Regions from separate parts of the Mus musculus genome. Here regions 1 and 2 are each linked to region 3. A link is a contact called in public HiChIP or PLAC-seq and promoter capture Hi-C data. All regions are on one chromosome and are shown on one strand. The core of a region is the stretch at or near the end of the contact, and the rest is flanking DNA. Distances in the headings are between cores, read along the strand shown.

Evidence for each region. Promoter capture Hi-C pulls out the DNA fragments that hold promoters and counts their contacts. HiChIP or PLAC-seq counts read pairs in DNA pulled down with a chosen protein or histone mark.
Region 1: a promoter capture Hi-C map of neural stem cells shows a contact between it and region 3. The contact joins the promoter of Plch1 here to the enhancer-like site in region 3. A contact is called at or near these places in 16 of 39 promoter capture datasets (the 3T3-L1 cell line, 3T3-L1-derived adipocytes, the C10 cell line and 10 more), 1 of 15 datasets of contacts at CTCF or cohesin (embryonic stem cells), 1 of 484 Hi-C or Micro-C datasets (nephron progenitors), 16 of 115 datasets of contacts at active chromatin or transcription factors (craniofacial prominence, differentiating embryonic stem cells, embryonic basal ganglia and 9 more) and 3 of 9 other capture datasets (adipose tissue, embryonic stem cells and pancreatic islet).
Region 2: a contact with region 3 is called in an H3K4me3 HiChIP or PLAC-seq map of neural tube, with 4 times the contacts expected there. The contact joins the promoter of Gmps here to the enhancer-like site in region 3. A contact is called at or near these places in 8 of 39 promoter capture datasets (the 3T3-L1 cell line, the C10 cell line, cranial neural crest and 4 more), 1 of 15 datasets of contacts at CTCF or cohesin (pro-B cells) and 11 of 115 datasets of contacts at active chromatin or transcription factors (bone marrow-derived dendritic cells, cardiomyocytes, craniofacial prominence and 8 more).

Annotation. Positions count from the first base shown.
Region 1 is chr3:63,896,226-63,900,874 of GRCm38.p6, forward strand. It overlaps Plch1 (phospholipase C, eta 1), which reads right to left and starts at 3,237. Exons shown (of 24, transcript NM_001370984.1): 1 at 3,002-3,237.
Region 2 is chr3:63,974,751-63,979,233 of GRCm38.p6, forward strand. It overlaps Gmps (guanine monophosphate synthetase), which reads left to right and starts at 1,393. Exons shown (of 16, transcript NM_001033300.2): 1 at 1,393-1,560. The coding sequence starts at 1,534.
Region 3 is chr3:63,568,477-63,572,710 of GRCm38.p6, forward strand. No RefSeq gene overlaps it. Among named protein-coding and RNA genes, the nearest start is that of Strit1, 87 kb to the left of the region's middle. Within about 2 kb of position 2,230, at least 3 of the 459 cell types and tissues checked have an H3K27ac peak or open chromatin away from gene starts, as enhancers often do. A contact at or near this core is called in neural stem cells and neural tube, where this site is marked.

The sequences.
Region 1 (4,649 bases), core at 1,987-4,486, 330 kb after region 3:
GTAGAGCTCTTCTAGTGAACATAGGGATTTCACTGTCTGGACTCACTAAATGTTACCCTACTTTAAAAATTAAATTTTCCAGGTATATTCCCTTCATCCATTCATAATTTTGTATCTATGCTTTTTTCTCCTCAGAGAAGTAATAGTCATAATTATTCAAGCATGAAGCCCAACTCTGTTCTTCGAAGGAAGCTGGCAGCAGGTTCATTGTGTCATGACGCATGGAACCAGAACAAAGGGGTGCAGAAGTACTCACCTAGCTTCCCCTGGGAAACCTGAGCTGAGGCTTCTTGGTTTCTCCCACAGTAAGCACTGCACTTGCCAAGATTACAAGTTTGAGGGCCGTGTCAATGTTAAATACACACATACAAAGGGTAGACTTAACTAAATTGCAAAAAAAAAAAAAAAAGCGCAATCAGTTTTTAATAAGATGTTAACCATTTATTTGATTCTAGGCATCTAATTAGGGCCAAATTAATTAACAATTCTCTTAAGAACACCAAAGGCTTCAGTTTAGGTGCAGCTAGTGGTAGCATGCTTGTATATCATAAGTGAGAAGTTGAGTCTGGTTTCCAGCACTAGGGGACAAAAGAAAAAAAAGGAAAAAACAAACAAAAAAACCCACCAAAGATAGTATTGCCACCCTGAAAACCAGAGGCTGCATTAGATTTATTCCAGAACCCAGAACTCTTAAGTCACTGAAGCCAAGAAACTGAATTTATTCATCTTGCCTTACATATAAACTCTCCATAAATATTTGTTGACTGAATGAATAAATTAAATACAAAACACTAAGAATTTTCACAAAAGCTAGGGCATATAGCCTGATAGAAGGTGCTTTCCTAGCATGCAAAAGTGGGGCCTTGGGTTCAATCCCTAGCAACGCGCACACACACATACACACACACACACACACAGTGCTTTATATTAAGGAATCCTAACACAAATCACCTTTATCACCTCTGTTTTTATAACTCTATCTCTTATAATTATACAAGAGACTAATTTTTTCAAAACAAATTTACTTGAAGTCAATGAAGTGGAAACTATGTGAAACAGAAGCAAGGATAATTCGTTTTATTACAAGCCACTATAAATCTCACTCTGCCTCCCAACCTCCCCTCCCTTTGTCTCCTTCCCAGCCTTCCTCCAGGCACTCCCAATCTCATTATTCCATGATCTGCTAAAACCACAGTTTACCTCCTGGAACCAGTAGAACACACATCACTGAGAATTAGGGAATTGGAGACAGTTACAAGCCACCAAACAGGGTCATAAAGGACTTGAACCTGAAAATAAAGTTTTTCTAATTTTCAAGAGAAAAAAGTTTGTTTGTTTTGTTGTTTTTTAACATTATAGCTACACAAGTTGCACAAGGTTGACACTGATGGGAAAAAGGATGGGTGAGAAAACTTAACTTGGATGTTATTTACAGACTATGTGAAAAATAGTATGTTGGTGTCTTTGACTACAGCTTGCTGTTGGCACTAGAGGAAATCATCTTTAACTTCCTGGTACAAATAAACACTCGTCTTACTGGAATGCATAGTGTTCAAAACCAGGATGCAGAATCCTTAAGCTACTTCACTCAAGTTATTTTAAGCCCTACTTGGTCCCAAGAAAAGCAACTCCATTTTAAACTTTTATTAACAGTGATCTGAATTCTAATCAGTTTATTTACATAGCAAGTAGCTCTCGATCGCGCTGCGAAATAGGGATGCAGTCTAAGAAAACATAGTAACAACAAGTTATAGCACCCACTAGAAACCGCTGGAGATTTGTACTCTTACCAAATGCTCCCCTGGGTGCAAACAAATGAAACTTAAAAGACGGGAAGAGGTTTTTCAAGACACAATTTTAAGTCGTCAACAGACGGCTTAAGAAAGACTAGTCTGCAATAATGCGTCTTAAAACATTCATTTTCTGAACAAGATCATAATGCCAGCAGTAAGCAACCCACATCTTAAAAAGCAACGTCTCTGTTGACAGAGAGAACCTTTGCTTCCCTTCACCGGCATTTAACACACTAGTTCATTTGGAGAGCATCAGGTTCTGTACGTTATAAACAGGTTGTATGCAGAGTACACAGGAGCTACGATGTCGTCTGCACACTGTGGAAACCCAAGCTTAATACAATTGTTTAAAAAAGCCGCACCAGGAAATAAAGTCTTATTCATATCTTCCTTTTCACAGGATAAAAGGAGGTAACTTGAATGCTCCAATGAGCAGTTTCTCAGCATTATTTTTCTACCATGATCAAAATGATGACAGAAGAGAGAAAAAAGTTATATATTTTTTATTTCATACCTCTGGCTATCACTTCAATGCTAAACTCTTAAAAAACAAAAATGAGATCGTAAGTTGATTCCAAGCTACAAACAAACAAACAAACAAAAAGTCTAGAGAAAGACTTGGGCTCCACAGTGAAGCAAAGCAAAACAGCTCTGCTCTTCAAGTGGCGTCTCCGACCCGGTACTGTTGCCATGGTATCCCGCGCAGGCGCAGAGAACACCTTCACAGCCCGGGCGTCGCTTCGGTAACCCATGATTTGTCGCTAGGAAAGGGCAGTTGGAGTAAATCCTTCTCGCACCTAATGCCCGGAGCTTTTTGAACAGTAAGACTCGCACCGGCAACTAAGGGCGCGCTTCTGGGACCGCAGAACTGCTTTCCAGGCGGCCAGAGCCAGGGGAGGTCTTGTGGGATCATTCCGCCGCGATGCGGGACCCTCCCGGTGGCTGGACCTCTGCCACCAACCAGGGCAGGGAAGGTCTTGCTCAGGCACAAAAGCCCACGCGCTCCATTAGGAGCTCACGAGCTACTGTGGTCCAGTTCCTGGGCCGAGGCACCCTGGCACACACCACAACCCGGTGCTCGCGGCTGAGATTGCCCAGAAAGAATTCGAGCACCTGCTCGCGCAACGCTGGAGAGGCAGTCCGGTGCTCCTCTTCCTGCTCCCGGCCCTCTCCCTGTCCCCCACCCCCACCCCCTCCAAAGCACTGACCTGCTCAGCTCTGAGTATCCCGCTGATGAAGGATCCTCGGAGTTTTTGTAACCGGCTCAACCTCCCAAATGCTGGAGTGATCTGCTAGTGTCCCGGTGTGACTCCAACCCCAATTCCTCCAAAACAGCCCCCCAGCCCAAGATGGGCACCACTACACACCAGCCAACAGAACCAACAGAGGAGCTCCAAGTAAAGACCAGCGCTGCCGCCACAACCTGCTTTCTCATTCAAATCCTCATGCTCACATTGGAGCACCCTCCCTCTTAACCCTCAGCTCAGGGCAAATCCGGAACTGGAGCGCGCGCGAGTGGACTGGAGCGCCATCGAGGAACAGGAGCCAAGAACTGGACGTGGACCCCTTATGAAGATGCTACTGCTAGGCATAGGCCAGAACCCCTGGGAATAAAGATCTTCTTCTGTCCTCCCTCGCAGCAAATTTCAAAGAATTCCAAGACCAGGGACACCTCTGATAGATTTTCAGTTTAGGTGGCTAGCGGGTTAAAGACGCTGCTGGAACAAAGTTGGAGAGTTCAGGGGAAGCGAACTGTGCAATGTTCTTACAAGAGTTTGAACCGCTTCAAAAATAAAACACCAAACGACTAATCCTTTCTTTCCTCCCCCTTCCCCCTCCCCCCTTCTCCCTTTCCAATAAATATAGCATCTGTTATTTTCAACTATCCATTTTGAGTAAAATCAAATTGAGGAACAGGGAGTGCAGGTTATAGGATGCTTTGTTATCCCTCAGTCTCTTCCAAATATCACTCGTTGGCATTAATTAACAAGCCAGTTAATTGTCAGTTCACCCGCTAGCGGGCTGGAAAAGCTAATGTGCTGTTAAAGAGCACACAGGCGGCAGCGGAACGTTTGCACCCAGCAAGTGTTCAAAAGCTGAGTAAAGATGAGATCTGAGCGCACTAACAGTAGAAAGGGAATAGCGTGCTGCGGAGTGATCCGGCTTCAAGATTCCAGGACTTGGCTTTTATCAGTCTTGATTCAACCTGTCCTATTGTTAGTTCAAAGCCTAACTGGGAGGAACTGAGGACAAGACCCTCCGTGTACCATTCAAAGTAAAACTTCCCTCCAGTAAGAAAGTCAGGAGCTCTGGCATGGCAACATGGAATTAGCAGGGGTTGTCTGGGCCTGGTGACAACATAAACAAAAGTCTTTTTTTCTTCCATGAGTGAATTTGTTCAGGAAGTAATAAAGGAGAGTCTGAGGCTGGAGAGATCACTAGTCCTCTTTGACTGACAGTGGGGGAGTGGGAGGAGGGATGCTCAGTGACCTCTCAGCACAAGATATAGTATTTCACCTTTTCATCCGTCTTAGCCTAGCCGATACCATAGAAACAACCCATTTGTATTATTCAGTTCAACAGAGGCAATTACAATGTGACGGCAAAGCATCATGGGCAAAAAGAAACTTTATCCTGAAAGCTATCCTGGACGCTTGGAAAAAAAAGAAAGAAAAAAGCAACCAGACTAGTTACAGACTACAAGGAAGAATTCAATTTAGAAAAGGAATTGCAAGGTCTTTTGGCTTCATAAGGAAAAATATTTAATTTCCTAATTTTTCTTTCTTCCTTTGTCCTCTCCCCCTTTTTTTCTTTACCCAGATCGCAAACACCTAATTTACAGGAAATTAAGTAGGG
Region 2 (4,483 bases), core at 143-2,642, 410 kb after region 3:
TCCTAATTTACTATTGTTATGATAGCTGAAAATGATTCTTTAACATTTCCAGCTTTTATTACTTGATAGTTTATCATAAATCCTATCTGTGTCCTTTATCATCCACAGCAGTTCTCCTTTCCTGTCTTTTTCTATGTGTCCTAGGCTGGCCTCCAACTCACAGGGATGCACTAGCAAGTGTTAGGACACCAATGACACCTGGCTTCTTCCTTCACATCAGCCATTCTTTTTTGCTGTTGCTTGCAAAAGTTCTTATTTCATTGTGTGTGTGTTGGGGGGGGGGGGGTTATGTGTACATGTGTTTATAGGCACTGAGGCCATGGGAGGATGTTGGGTTTTCTTTTTTCCTTTCCTTTCCTTTCCTTTCCTTTCCTTTCCCTTTCCCTTTCCCTTTCCCTTTTCCCTTTTCCCTTTTCCCTTTTCCCTTTTCCCTTTCTTTCTTTCTTTCTTTCTTTCTTTTCTTCTTCTTCTTTTTTTTTTTTTTTTTTTTTTTTTGAGACAGGGTTTCTCTGTATAGCCCTGGCTGTTCTGGCACCAGAGTGAGAGAGAGAGAGAGAGAGATCAAGAGCCTCTGAACATTTTTCTTTTAATTACTTTCTTTCCTTATTTTTAAAAATCTGAGCCGGGCGTGGTGGCGCACGCCTTTAATCCCAGCACTCGGGAGGCAGAGGCAGGCGGATTTCTGAGTTCGAGGCCAGCCTGGTCTACAAAGTGAGTTCTAGGACAGCCAGGGCTATACAGAGAAACCCTGTCTTGAAAAACCAAAAAAAAAAAAAAAAGAAAAAAAAATCTGGCCTGGAACTAAGATGTGCCTGCCTCAGCCTCCAGATTGCTGGGATCAAAGGTGGTGACTGGCTACCATACATTCTTACAAAAGAAAAAAGAAACAGACAAACAAAAACTAAACAGGCAATCAAATAAATATAATTTCTTCAACAAGGTAGGCTCTCTGAGGAATCTACAGCTTATTGTTAAAAAACAGAGGTGATGGCACACACCTTTAATTTTAGCACTTAGGAGTCAGAGGCAGCTGGATGTAACTTTGAGGCTAGCCTGGTCTGCTGAGTGACCTTATTTAGAAAAACAACAAAACCAAAATAAAACAAAAAAAAACCAGAAAAATTGAGCCACTATTTGTGACACGGTGAATCCATTACTTAAATGTATCTTGCAGTTTATAAAAACTTGAAGTTTGAGGTGGTATGTAGCCACTACTTAATTATTGTCAGCTATCACATCCAGTTCTATTGCCCAGACTGGGGGCATGGCTGATGCTTTCCTTTCTGGTAGGTTTGGTGTTATCTTCCCGGGGTGACGACGAGGGCGGGGCTTGCATGGTCCCGCCTCTAAGAGGCGGGGCCGGTTAGAGGAGGTCGGGCGGAAGCTGGAGGCAGGGCCTGCGCGCGCTTCTGTGTTCTGAGGCCGCTGTTAGGTTCCGGGCTGCTCTTGTTCTTCACGCTTCTGCCGGTCCCGGTGTTGAGCCTCTGGCGTCCAGGCCTTGCCAGCAGTCTGCACCCGCGGCGTTGGTCCCCGATGGCCCTGTGCAACGGAGATTCCAAGGTCAGTCTGTGATTGGCGTCTCTGCCGCCCTCCGGCAGCGTGAGCGAGACCTGGGGGTCCGTCCGTCTCCCTCGGCCGGGTCAGTGGCGCTCTACATGTGTCAGCCCGGCCTGCGGCGCGGCTTTATTGCATCCGAGGCGCTTTGTTGGCTTTGCTAGTGAAGCATCGAGTTCCAGCGGAGAGGCGACCTGGCTGTGGGCCGCGATTCTTGGGGACTTCGGGGCCCTTCAACCGCAGGGCAGGGTCGGGGCCTCGCCTGCGGCGGTCCGGCCAGGCGGGCCTGTATTCTTTCCAGCCTAGTGCAGGCCTTTCTGACTCTATTGACCACAGCTTCTGTTCCTGGGCCCAGGTGTGCTTCTCACCCTCTTCTCCCGCCATCCTCGGAGGGGTAGAGTTAAAGGTTCTGCTCCTGCGCACTCTGTCTCGTGTATTACGTGCTAGTTTTCGGGGACATTTTCCCGCCTTTGGGGCCTTTTCTTGGGAGCCAGGTTCTCCACGGGTGCTGGAAAAAGTTAACTGCGTTAGCCAAGACGCGAGAGCGTTGGGCCGTTGATGCCCGTTTGTGGCTTCCAACTCCCAGCCTTAGACATCGTTCTTAATTGCCTGGTCTGAATTGGTCCCCTTTCCCTTCCGACCTAATCGTCTTTGACCTGGAGAGCTTTCTGACCTTCACAAAGTCAGTTTTGTCATCGAGAAACTGCGGTGTTGGAATATAATTTACTTTAGCAAGGTGTACATCACGCTTGTGCATGCTTGTGACCTAGCTTTAGCAATCTGGTTAAATTTCTCTTCGGGTGTATGAAACTCCAAACTTTTGGATAGCTGTTCTAGAGCCAGGAATAATTTCTGCCCTTGCAAACATGGAGCTTAAGTGTCACAAACTCGCGAATGGCTGCTTAATATGTAGGAATCATTCAAAAACCTGTGTTGAACAAATGAATAAACATTATTAGGTAGCTCCTATATTTTCAAACCTAGGCACCTGTCATGGTCTGAAGAATAAGTCTCACCTTACAGTTTTGTACATTTGTCTTTAATTTTTAATCTTACAACTCACTGGAACTCATCTTTATGGTGGATGAGTTCGCTGCGGTTTTATAGAACCTACTGCGATCTAGAAGAATATTTTCACAAAATTATTTCAGTATTTTTTCAACATTTTTTAATTATTATTTTGCTTTTTTTTTTCCGATACAGGGTTTCTTTGTGTAGCCCTGGCTGTCCTGGAACTCACTCTGTAGACCAGGCTGACCCCGAACTCAGAAAACCGCCTGCCACTGCCTCCCAAGTGCTGGGATTAAAGGCGTGTGCCACCACTGCCCGGCTCAATATTTTCTTAAGATGATATTTTTGATCATTGTGATTTATTTGAGTTTAAGGTGAATAGCTAAATTTTATGTCAAGGTCATGTGGTAGAGTGGCCAACTCACAGCTGTCTGTAATTCCAGCTCAGATGATCCAACATCCTCACTTGGTCCCTGTAGACACTGCATGCAAATGGTGCAGACAAACATATAGGCACAACACTGTTATAAGGAATTTAAAAATAAAATGCAAAAAAACTTAATAAAAGTAATAAAGTAATTCTTAAGCTGGCCTATTAGGATTAACCATCACAGATGCTATTCCAGCACCGTCAGTGAGAAGACATACATCAGTGTAAGGCTAGCCTCCTCCACACACACACACACACACACACACACACACACACGTACATTTATGGTGTTATTCTTGCAAGTGTGTCTGTGTACCACATGTTCGTGCCCGTGTGGTCATGGAGGCCAGAAAATGACATAAGATCCCTTGGGACTGGAATTACAGACAGTTGTGAGCTGCCATGTGGGTTCAAAGAATTGAACCTGGATCCTCAGGAAGAGCAGGCAGTGCAGTGCTCATAACCCCAGAGCCATTAACCCAGCCCTTGTTTTTAAAACTTTTAGAAATTCTGTACCAATATTTTATATAAATGAGTGTTCTGTTTGGCTTTTTGTTATTTGGAAAGATAAATAGAAAGCAGTTAAGAAAATGCCTCCCAGGTGGACGGTAGGCAAGTCTGTAGGTCATTTTTTTCTTTTTTCTTTTTTAAACGTGGATAGGATGGGTTACCTTGTAGGAGGTGCCAGCCCTGGGCCGGTGGACCTGGGCTGTAAAGTACTATACCACTACACTATATAATGATTATGTTACTATGACTTAACAGTTAGCTATAGCCATGAGAATGATAATTAAAAGGCACAGGAGTAAAGAACTTAAAACTGTATTATTTTTCTTTGTTCAGAAATTTGTGCGCCACCTGTCATTGTCTAGCCCCATTTTATGTTGTCTCATCTGATGCTAGTAAGCTCTTGATTTTCTCATAATGGTGGCAAAATTGAAACAAGACCACTAAAGGGCTTCTTACTTTGCAGGCAGGCAGTCTAACTGACCTACATCTTCTTCTGTGTTTCTCCCATTTCTCTTCCTCCCTTCTAGTCCCTTCTCTGGATCCTCTCCCCAGTCCCAGGTCTTGCAGAAACCATGATAAGAGCCCAGACCAAAATAGTGCACTGGATTTATCATCCAACTTCAGTTGCTTTTGGGACATGGGAAATTTTGTTTCATTCATTCCCACTCTTCTACTTTTGCATTATTGTCCAATACATATCTCTTAGCCCTTTTGTCCTAGTTCCCTTATTTTCTATAATAAGGCATTTTGACCACAGGCAACTTGGTAAGGAAAGGGGTTGGTTTGGTTTACACACTTGGACACAGTTTATCATTGAGGAAAGTCAAGACTTAACATGTGCGAAATGATGCTTTGCAGGCTGGCTTTCTTGCTTCTTTCCAAACTTACAATTGGCTAGCTTTCTTTAATATCCCAGGACTCTTTGCCTAGTTATGATAGTCTTTCTTTGGGCCAGGCCATTCTGTAGAATTTAGCCCT
Region 3 (4,234 bases), core at 980-3,479:
AGCAAGCAAAGAGGGAAGGATCTATCTATCCACACAGGAAAGCGTGCAAACAGAGTCACATGAGTTTGGAATCCAGAAACATCAAGCTAACCATAGTATCCCTAACAGGTTACCATGATGTGTCTACAGCCTAAACTTTTCCCCATCAATTTTTGGCCAACATGTACTGGGATATTTCTGCTCGAAGATTGACAATGAAACATCCATGAACATGGTGCTTCTAAATCATGCCAGTGCTTCACTTTAGGGGCTTGAGAGATTGGGGAAACAGTGAAGCCACTCGCCCCTGGACCTGTTTGTGGTCAATGAACGCACAGATCCTTCCTTGCGCATTTTATGTCAAACAGCCTTTAACAAACTATTGATTATACTGCAGGAAGATTCAGTTAGAAAAACTCTTTTTCTCTATTCACGATTTTGGGCTATTTTCTCTCCATGTTACAAAAAAGTATTTATTTCTATCTCTGTTAAAAGTAGTATTGAAGCTTTATTTAGCCTCACAGTGCCAAGTCTCGATTGCTCTCCATGATCTCTTCACGCCTTTAAACCCAGGACCATGTGGAAAACACTTATACATTTCCTCTACTTTCTCAGCTGCAGCTGACCAGCATCAATTATCCTAGTAAAGCAAAGGTTTCACTTTAGTGATTCAGAGGTCCTTTTTATCACAGCTAATCCTTTTAGTCACAGCTGATCAGAACCACAGGCTCTTAATTTAGAATATCCAACAGCCCAATGGTGTCTTTAGGAACCCTCAGATTTCCCTATGAGGCTTTCCAAGCCAAGCCTCCATTGCCTGCACTCCTCTCGAGTTTATCTTTAGTTCCCACGACAGCTCTGTGTGTGTGTGTGTGTGTGTGTGTGTGTGTGTGTGTGTGTGTGTGTGTGTGCAAGCGTATGATCATGAGTATCTTTAGTTCCCACGACAGCTCTGTGTGTGTGTGTGTGTGTGTGTTTGTGTGTGCAAGCGTATGATCATGAGTGGCACCGTACATGTGTGGAGGTCAGAGGTCACCTTGTTGAAGTCAATCCTCTCCTTCCATCTCATGGGTCCCAAGGATTAATTAAACTCAGATATCTGAGCTGGGTAGAAAATATCTTTACCCTCTGAGCCATCTTGTGAATAAATGGCTTTTCTGTTCCTGTAGACACTTTTACTAGAATGATTAGCCTACCACTCACCAACCTTAGAGGATGCCCCTGATGCTGTGTATACAACTCCCAATCACAGTTTGGCATGCATTTTGTGGAAATTAAACCTCCAAATTCAAGATACTTTATAGGGTAGAACCGAGGACCTGTAACTCCCAATATGTGAAGTCCTGGGTATGAGAAAGGAGCTTTAAAACCCAGCTATAGCCCGTATGCTACTGATGAGTAACTGTCAAAGAACTCAGTTTCCTTAACTTGCAGGACTCAGATCACTGGTTAAAATGAAGAAGTGCTTGTTGACAAGAGTCTGATACAGCTGTCTCCTGAGAGGCTCTGCCAGAGCCTGACAAATACAGATGTGGATGTTCACAGCCAATCATTGGACTGAGCATGGAGACCTCAATGGAGGAGTTAGAGAAAGGACTGAAGGAGCTGAAGGGGTTTGCAGCCTCACAGGAGGAACAACAATATTAACCAACCAGACTACCCAGAGCTCCCAGGGACTAAACCACCAGCCAAAGAGTACACATAAAGGGCCCCATGGCTCCAGCTGCATGTGTAGCAAAGGATGGCTTTGTTGGGTATCAGTGGGAGGAGAGGCCCTTGGTCCTATGAAGGCTCAGTGCCCCAGTGTAGGAGAATGCCAGGGCAAGGAGGAGGGAATGGGTGGATGGGTAGGTAGGGGAACACTCACAGAAGCAAGGGGAGGGATGGGATAGGGGGGTTCCGGAGGGGAAACCAGGAAAGGGGATAACATCTGAAATGTAAATGCATAAAATATACAATAAAAATACCTAGCTCAGTAAGATTTGAGCCAATAAAGATTTTGGCAGGTTAAAAAAAATAATAAATAAGGAGTCTCCAGTTTAGTTAATGTTCATAACCAATGACTTAAAATTTATGTTGAAATAATAAAAACGTATTTTCTGGGAATTTTGCCTCAGGATTAAAAAGGCACAAAACCCAGCTAATAAAGGAAAACAAACTTGGCCAGTTTTTGCGCATTGGAAAAGAACTGAGCGTATCCCTAATGCATATGCATCCTTAGAATTATGGAGTGCACTCTCACAGTGAGCCACCAGGGGTCACTGTCTGAGATGTTTGGCAAAGAACAGACCCGCTGATGCTAATATAGGTTAAGTGGAACTTTTCCTGATTCCAAATATTGTGGCACAGGCCCAAAGCAGAGGACAAAGGGGAGCTTTTTCGTTTGCAGCACTGACATCTGCCTGCAGCTGGTGCTGACAGCAGAACCTAAGGCTAGCTGCAAGCCCTCACATTGTCCCGACACCGAACATATGGCACCTTCAATAAAGGCAACAAACATCCTGACTCTTTTAGGCACAGGGGTAGTCTGAAAAGGATGCAAACCCATCAGTTGTCCATAGAACTAAACAAACAGCCCTCAAAACAGAATAGAGCTTGGTATTTTCTGATAAACAGACTGGGACAAAAAGTGCATGCTAACCATGACTCCATTGGAACTCACAGTAGAAAACCATCCTTACAGGGATGGGCCAGACAGTCTCTACCACCTTGTGTCCTTTCCTATAAAAGTTCAGCTAGGAGTTCTTTCGGGTCACTCCTTCACAGCTGTCCTTGTTAGGGTTTTACTGCTGTGAACAGACACCAATGACCTAGGCAACTTTTATAAAGACAACATTTAATTGGGGCTGGCTTACAGGTTCAGAGGTTCAGCTTATTATCACCAAGTGGGGAGCATGTCAGCATCTAGGAAGGCATGATGCAGGAGGAGGTGAGAATTCTACACCTGCATCTGAAGGGCACCTGGAGAAAGAAGATGGGCTTCCAGGCAGCTAAGACTAAGGTATTAAAGCCCACACCCACTGTGACATACCTAACAAGGCCACACCCCCTAATAGTCTCACTCCCTGGGCCAAGCATATTCAAACCATCACAAGAGTTACTTTATATTCATATTTTCTCTACACTGAAGGGTTTTTCTATTTCTTGTGCCCTTAAAAGCACACACACACACATACACACACACACACACACACACACACACAGAAGATCTTGGAGTTTTAGGTCAAAAGTAGAAGCAAGCTTGCTATGTACAAGATCCCAGGTTTAGACCCTATAAACTCCTAGTGAAGCAAAATAATAATCAAAGAAACTGTCCTATGATGAAAATTCTAACTCCAGAAGAAAGGCAAAATAGATTGCTGTCTGGTGAGGTTTTAAAGAGGAAAAGATTCTTGCTCAAGACAGGTGAGGCCTCTTACCTCATAACTCCATCTTGCCCCTGGCTTGAGCCCCCGTGGTTCTTTGCTTGATAGCTGCCCCAGGAAAACGTAGTGGTTTGTTGTGTGGCTAGATCATAAATTCGAAGAGACTTGTTCTCCTAAGCAGTCTAACATTCATGGCCGTTGCCTCGCTGATAGTGAGCACTGTGCTCTGGTTCAGGTCTCCATCCTCAATCACTACACTTTTCTCCCAACCTTCCACAACTTTCCCCAGCTCCTACAAAACCTACAATATTTGGCAGGAAATAATGATTTTTTTAAACTTACATTTCACCATGTTTCTGTCTTGTGGTTGGCACATCTGTGCTAACCCCAGTTTATAAGGAAGGACTTTGAGAAGTTTTGCTTTTTTTTACATGAAGCACCATTTCTGCACTTCAGATGTGTTTCACATTGGCCTCCAGCCCTTCTGCCTGATGACTATATGCTCAGTACTCTTGCGTTAGTTTACTGAAAAGCTGCTGCTATAGGGCATCTTCCTGGCAATTCTAGTAATGGCTGAAATTCTGATTCAAGTGCTAACCAGATACTTGGAGGTTCAAGAGATACCAACTAAATGAGCGAGAAACTAACTAGCATGAAAAGCCAGTACAGACTCTTCTAGTGTTAAACACATAGCTAAGACTTGTCAATGTTAGTATTCCTTGGCAATGATATTTTCAAGTACAATGGAATGATTTTAATGGATCCATTTCAGCCTAATGAAGTGTTGGAGCATGAGTAAGTTTTCATTGATTTTTCCATACTTTTCCTTCCCACTTCCTAAGTTGAATGATATTAATATGCAAGTTAAGAGAGTTGTCCATCACCTGCAC